2 separate regions of the Rattus norvegicus genome follow, and region 1 is linked to region 2. Evidence: chromatin contacts called from public Hi-C data. All regions are on one chromosome and are shown on one strand. The core of a region is the stretch at or near the end of the contact, and the rest is flanking DNA. Distances in the headings are between cores, read along the strand shown.

Region 1 (3,723 bases), core at 394-2,893, 390 kb before region 2:
AAGAAAGTTACAGGTGCATGCTGCTTGACAGGGATGCTGAGAGCTGAGCGTGGGACTCCGGCAAGAACAGTGCACACGCGTAAGTGCATCTATCTCTCTAACACCAACAGTCCTGTTATTATTAAACAGATCTGTGTATCTATTCTGATATATAAAGTCCTCCCTCCACTTCATTAAGACGGGGTCTCCTGGAACTCTCTAGATCCAGCTTCAATAGTTAGAGATTAAAAATAAAAAAACATTAAAAACAAGTGTAGATATGTGACTCTTAGTTACAGAACTTTCCTCTCAAGCCCAGAAACTACACACAAAGGCTCCAGACACCTTTCCCCACTCACCCTACTCCCAGGACCGCCGTTCCCCAAGGAATCCCTTAACCACCACACTTATTTTTACTGTGGGTGTTTGATACACCGTTCTTCCTGTGTGTCTCACAACAATTTTGTCCTAAATTCTCATGGTCAGCAATGCCCTCTACGACTGTTTTACAAGTTGTTCCATCCGGCAAAACCTGGTCCTAGAGCAGAGTTAGGGGGACGTCACACCCTTTAAGTGCTGGTTTTCTTGTCATCTCAGAACTCTCAGAGAACCAGGCTACAAAATCCTGCTCCTCCTGGCCTTTCAAAATCAGGAGAGGCTTGCCGACATGTTCGAGTGGCTACAGATCACCTTCAAATTCCATCTGAAAAGCCCCTTTTTGGAAGAAGGCATTCTTCAGTTAATCCCCACGGGCTACTCTGCTCACCCGGCTTTGGGATTGAGGAATTCCACGGAAACTGAAATCACTAACAGGACTGGCAGACCCGCCAAGGGGGAAAAACATTCGGAATGAAGAGCCGGAATGAAAAGGGTAGCAGCGTCTCGATTGTCAAGCGCAGCACCAGAGTAAGGCGATAGTGCTAATTTCATAGATTAGACGCATACCAAAGTTAGAGCTGGAAAAAGCTCTCCTCCATTCGATGTACCCCCGAATCCCAAGAAAAGGTTACATGAGAAGACAGCAAGGTGTTCCCAAAGCCTCAGACTCGTGCCCGGGGTGAAGGGATTTCCCCCAAAACTATCCCATCACCTTGCACTGGAGCGGTCCCCATCGCACCCTTAAAGCAAGGCGGGAATACGAAGGATAGCAAACAGGGGCTGTGCTGCGGAGCAGACGCAAACGCTTCCCGTCGCCGCGCTCCACCAAGTTTCTCTCCTACGTGCTTCGGCCAGCAGATCGCCCTCCCCGCTTTCCCACAGGGCAGCCGAGGTCCATCATCCCTCCACCCTACGTCCTCACCGGGCAGCCCGCGTCTACCATCCCGCCAGCCCTCGTCCCCGTCGCCCCGCCCGGCCGCGCACCTTGCTCTTCACCTCCATGGTGCCCAGGCAGCCGCTGCTCACCCCGTGCCTGTGGCCACGGTTCATGCTGAGCGCCCGGCCGGCGGCGGCCTCGTCTGGGGCCCGTCCTCGGGAGCGCGGGCAGCGGGGCCGCGGAGCGCGGGCTCGGGACTCGAAGCGCAGCACGGCGCTTCGTCACGGCACCTGCTAAGGTCCGCGCAGCGCTGTGCCCGCTGCTCCGTGGCGGCCTGAGGGTCGGACTGGCAGTGCGGCAGGCGGGGACACGGGTCCCTCCCAGCGAGGCTCGGAGGCGGCGGCGGCCGCGGTGAAGAGAGGGCGGAGCACAATCCCACAGCCGCCGCAGCCTTGCTCCTCCGCTGCCTCCCCCGCGGGCACGCGCGCGGCCCGGTGCTCGTGCACCCGGTGCTCGTGCACCGAGCTCGGCCGCAGCCGCGGCACGTGCGCGCGCTCACCTGCAGCCTCGGCGGCGGCTCGCGCTCCGCCCACACCCAATAGGAAGCGCGCACCTGCGCCCGCGGCGACAGCCAATCGGCACGCAGCCTGCGGGGCTCGCGCGGCCCGTGGGCGGGCCTCGTGTCTGGAAAGCCCCGCCCACAGCCTAGCGATTGGCCCTGCGTTGCGAGGGAGGGGCGGGATCACCTGAAACTCTGGGCCTCTCCGGATTAATATGGGGAGCAGCAGGACGCATGCGCTGGCTGTAGAGTTTCCGCCCCGAGAAGGCAATGGGGAAGGCCGGCCGGAAGCGCGAGCGCACCTGGACTGCAGCTCGGGGGGGGGGGGGGGGGGGGTTTGCGCATGCGCGCGAGCGTTTTCGCCCGCTGGGTCGAGTCCGGAGCACCCGTATCTTTAACGCGCCCTAGTCACCGGCTTGGAATGTGTGTACGGCCGTTCCCTTGTGATGACGTGGGATTGCTGGGCTTCCAGGGCCCCTCTTCGACTTGGGCCCCCATGCTGCGGCTTCTAGGCGGCCCCCTGAAACTCTTGTCGAAAGATTCAAGTTTTCCCGCCTCTGGGACAGTCACTAGAAGAAGAGGCTGGTTGGAAGGGGGCTCTCGGCCGGATTTCACGCGGGGAAACCGCACTTTCGACTAGATGAACGCTTCTCAACCTGTGGGATCCGACCCCCAGGACGACCCTTTCTCAGGGGTCACCTACGACCATTGGAAAACACAGATATTTATGAGCCATAGCAGTAGCACAATTACAATTAAGTAACTAGAAAAATAATTGTATGATCAGAGGCCATCACAAGGCGAGGTCACAGCATTAGGAAGGTTGAGAACCATTGCTCTAGATCTTCCCTGTCCCCAGGGTGTCCTGGGTATCAGGAGAGGACCAGAGAGCTGAGGCCTGCTACAGTCCCCACAGGCCCTGGCTCCCTGCAGGCCTCCCCATCCGCCCTCTGGGGCTGAAGTCTTCTCTCCATGGAGCAATTTCTTGGCTGTTTGTTGTTTGTACCAACGCCGGCCTCTGGGCTGTGTTCTGTTCTCCCAGTGACCAAGCTGTGTCCCTGGTAACACAACACCAATTCCTAATCTCTGAGCGCTCGCCCCACACCGGGGTGTGGGGCGGATGCCTCGCTGTTTTGTTTATCATTGGCCTTGCTGATGTTAGGAGAAAGGTGAAAGTTGAGACCCTTTATGTCCCCTCTACCCCACGGAGGGCTGAAGAGCTAGCTGATTAGGAAGCTTCACTCCTGTCCACCCTCTCCCCTTGTACCACAGAATTTAACATCTGTGCCTCCCCATTTCCACTGTGATGGGTCTCAGGTTTTCTATTTTCCCTCGTGCATGCGCACTTCAAATAGTGTTCCTCTATGTAGAATGAAAGTTACCCAATGGCGGGATATGTCCGCTTTGCTCAGTTAGTCTCCTGGCTTGGCATACTCTCATGTATGTATTTGGGGACAGAGGAGCCCAGTCTGTGGCTTCTCCAGGCTACACCCTATACCTTCAAAGATGAGAAGCCCCTTCAATGAATCAGTTCGCCAGACCTAGGCAGCTTTAAAGTTTTCCTGGCCATTTCGGGGTGGAAGCACTGGAGGAAGAGAGGCTATTCCCCAAGCTGAATCACAAGGCTGCCTTTCCAACCCATATCTGTGTGGTGGAGGGAAGATTCGTGGTTGTGAGGGGCCAGCCACAGGCCTGGAGCCCTGCTCAATGGCATCAACCCAGCAATTGCAGTTCTCTGGGTCCCAAGACCCCTTTAACTAAACATTACAGGGAACCTCAAAGTTCCCCTATGGGTATTTATTGTATTGGAACTAAAACAGAAACACGTTTAAAACAATACACAGTATGTATTCCAAGCAGTTAAAGATGATGTCACCATTTGTCATGTCTCTCGTGGAAAACTCCATCATTTCCTTCTGAGAGAAGGAAG
Region 2 (3,750 bases), core at 973-3,472:
CAAATGCCAGGAGCCTCCCATCAAAAATAATAACAAGAACAAACGCTTATGTAACAGTTCTGGCGTGCCAGGCACGGCGGGACACAGCACATCCACTACTCCTTGGACACCCCCGTCTCTCACTAATGCGGCCCGGCTGCAGCAAAGCTGTGAGTGGTGGCCCTGCATTCAAGTCCTGGCTCAGCCACCTTGAGCACGTAAGGGAGGCCCCTAGGCCCTTCTGGGCAGAGAAGTAGTGAGAAAGGGAAAGTGGAGAAGGAACTGTCTGTCCCCTTCGCCCTCCTCTTGGCCCAGTCTCTCTTCCAGCTACACAGGGACATAGAAACCAAACAGACATGGGATGGGGTGGGGGGGGCGCTACACACCACCAAACACACAGTACTTTGAACACAGTGCTCACCTCCCTGATCCGGCTGTCTGGACTAGCCCTTCCTACATAGTCACTGCCTGCCTAGTCAACACAAGCCTGATACTCAAACCAAGCCCAGAGGGCGGCCCGTCCCAAGCAGGGTTTCTAGCAAGGTCCCCGGCACCCATGGGTGCTGAGTCACCCTGAATTCCTGACCCGGCACTCTGCCCCCTCTCCTGGGGGGAGGGGCTGGCATCCCATCTGCCAGGGGAGGAGAAAAACCCAGATGCGACACCCCCACCCACCACCACACACAACCCAAAAATAACCCGCAGCCCCCTACACACCAGAAACACAAAAAACAAAATCTCGCATAAATCCAAAGTCAGGAGGGAAGAAAAAAAATTTTTTTTCAAAAGCCAACTACTGCCCCCAAAAGGCTTTTTAAACATTCTCCAAAAAAGTTTATTAAAATGTCTTCACTTTAATGCTCGAAACGGAAAAGGTTCTCAAAATATACATACGCCTCTTTTCTCATAGAAATAGAACTTTTTTATATAATACAAAAAAATAATAAGACCAAAAAAAAAACAAAAAACAAAAAACAAAAACAAAAACATCAACAGCAACAACCCCGCAGGAACATCTTTAAGTGATTACTCAGGGCCCGGCTGACAGTTACACGTGTGTTGCGTCAGTCCCGTGTCCACACGCGCTCAGCCACGTTTGATCCGGATTGCATCAAGTCCCGAAACCCGGTGCGCGGTGCAGGTGCGTGCGCGCGGTGCCCACGGTGTCCCCTCGGTGCAGGTGCAGGTGCGCGCGGTGCACGCACGGTGCCCCGGGCGCGCGCGGGGACGGAGCGCGCGGGGCAGGGCGCACGGTGCCCAGGGTGGCCGCGGCGCCCCCACGCCACCCCCGCCGGGCTAGCAGTGACCCGCCGAGGCCAGCAGCGGCTCGGGCAGCTGCTTGAACAAGTTCCGCAGCGTGCTGAGCTCTCGCGACAGCTGCTCCACCTTCTTCTGCAGCCGCTCGTTCTCCGCCGTCAGCTCCAGCACCTTGTGCTGCGTCTCCAGGTTGCGCATCTTGGCCTTGTCGCGGCTCTTGCGCACCGCGATGTTGTTGCGCTCGCGCCGCATCTTGTACTCGTCGCTCAGCTTGTCCACCGCCTTCTTGGCCTTGGCCTTGGCGGGCGCGGCCGGCGGCCCCGCGAAGCAGGCGGCGGGCGCGGCCTTGGCGTCGGCGGGGCTCGGCGTCCCGGGCGGGCTGGACGACGACGACGTGGACAGGCTGCCGCTGCTGCCGCTCGGCGTCGCCTGGTAGCCCAGGTAGGCGCGCAGGGCGAACGGGAAGCCGGCCGCCATGGCGGGCGCGTCGTCCGCGCGCTTGCAGTCCGCGGGTTCGAAGCCCGGCTCGGCCTTGAGTGCGGCGGGAGGCGGCGGCGGGAAGCAGGCGGGCGGTGCGGCCTTGGCGCCCGCGCGGCCGAGGCTCACGTAACCGTAGTCGGACGGCTTCTTGCTCGGCTTGGCGCCGTAGTCGTCGGCGAAGAGGTCGGAAAGGAAGTCGTGGTGCGCGGGCGCGGGCGCGGCGAAGTCCGCGGCGGCGGGCGCGAGCGGCTCCAGGTAGGGGCTGAAGTCGATGGCGCGCTCGTGCTCGCCGATGGCCGGCTCGGCGGCGGGGGCGCGCGGCGCGGCGCGGGCCGCCTTGGCCCCGTAGGCCAGGCAGTCGGGCTCGTAGTAGAAGTTGGCCACTTCCATGGGTCTAAAGGCGGCGGGCGGCGGCGGGAGGCATGCTGCGTCCCAGGCCAGCAGGCGGTGCATGAACGCGGGGCCCGCGGGCTCCGCTGCGTCCCGGTCCCGTGCGCGGCTCGGACTCGGCTCGGCGGCGGCCGAGCGGGAGGTTTATAAGGCGGCGCCTGGCAACGGGCTGCGTCACGCCGGGGCCCCTCCCGCCGCCCCGCCGCCGGGTCGGTGCGCGTCATTGCCCGGCCGCGGGAGCGCGAGAGGGCGCGGCGGGGAGTGGGGAGCGGCGGGGGTCCGCGCGCGGGATACTGAGCGGTGTCCTGGGCGCCCCGCCAGCCCCGCGATCGCCACGGACGCGGGTGACGCTAGCCCGCCCCCTTCCCGCCCCTCGGGAACACTGAGGAGCGCTGCCGCCGCCCGCCCCCTGCTGGAGGACGCGGTGACTGGTCCGGCTCCTGTCCGCTCTCCCGGGCCCCCAACTTCTGGGAAACAGATCAGTCCACCCGGTGCACGACCCCAACCGTCGGATCCCGCCCGCTGTCCCCGGTCCCCAACTCCCTGGAAACAGCCTTCCACCCGGTGCATGTCCGCCCACCCAGGTGCTGCCCACGCCTCTGAGACCCCAACTCCTGGAAGCAGAACTCTCCACCCTGTGCACGCCCACCCCGGGGATGCTTACTGTCCCCGGATCCCAACCCTCAACCCTTTGTATGGCCCGCCCACCGCACCAGCCTACTCCACTCCCCACGCCTCTCCGCGAAGGTGGCAAGGGTGGGGGTTCTGCCACACTGTGTCTGTGGGTGAGTCACTTTGCTCCTCTGAGTTTCCTCCGTGGACAGTGTTGGTATTGTCGGTAGTGGTGTCCGGGTATCAGAGACAAATGGACCCCAAGAAAGACCCGCACAGCCCTCCCCGGAGGCTGCAGCTCCTCAGGTGGTTGCGGTGGGAACATGGCAGACCCAAGTCCAGTCGTAAGGACGCAACGGTCACCCGGAGAGCTGGAAAAACAAACTCTCCATGCACTTGAATGGGCACCAGGTTGGACCACCAGCCTCTCCCCGGTGAGACTCTTCCGAGAAGGCCCAGGACAACTTTGGGGGCCCACTCTTCTGCCACTCCCAGCCGGGCCACTCAAGCGGGAGCTGCCAACCTGCCTGGGGCTGACCCCCGACCCATTGACCCCAGGCCTGGCCCCGGCAAGCTGGCGGGGTGTTGCTCAACCTTCGGTGTTATCTGCTGAGCTGGGGTGACCTCCGCCCCCAAGAGCTGGAGAAATGACATCTCCCTGTGCCCTTGGGGGTGGGGGGCAGGGAGGGAAAGGATAAGACACTAGCCCTGCCTGCGGCTTTCTGGCCTTCCCAGCAGCCTCTGGGCCAGGAAGGGATCAGGGCCCAGAGAGGCGTGGTGACATCCCCAGGGCCACCCAGCCAGGCCTGGCTATAAAGTGGGACATTGGGGCTTCACTGACAGGCCTTCCCTCATCCAACACTGGTGACTGTTCTTTCTGCCTCTAGGCCACCATTCACACCATTGCCCTCCTTCCCTCAGTTTCCCCTCAGACTGGGCTCCAGAAAGGCAGTGCTCCCTATTCCCTCAACCCTGCTCCAGGAGTTCCCTGCTGGGGTCTCGGCTGAGCTTGCCTCCAGGAAGCCCTCCAAG

Evidence for each region. A called contact is a pair of places that touch in the nucleus more often than the background predicts.
Region 1: a Hi-C map of mammary epithelial cells shows a contact between it and region 2, with 3 times the contacts expected there. The contact joins the promoter of Pard6b here to the promoter of Cebpb in region 2. A contact is called at or near these places in 8 of 12 Hi-C or Micro-C datasets (the A7r5 cell line, Schwann cells, frontal cortex and 4 more).

What each region holds. Positions count from the first base shown.
Region 1 is chr3:177,207,349-177,211,071 of GRCr8, reverse strand. It overlaps Pard6b (par-6 family cell polarity regulator beta), which reads right to left and starts at 1,643. Exons shown (of 3, transcript NM_001108609.1): 1 at 1,342-1,643. The coding sequence starts at 1,407.
Region 2 is chr3:176,815,477-176,819,226 of GRCr8, reverse strand. Cebpb (CCAAT/enhancer binding protein beta) reads right to left here and starts at 2,222. Exons shown (of 1, transcript NM_024125.5): 1 at 791-2,222. The coding sequence starts at 2,169. The coding sequence ends at 1,276.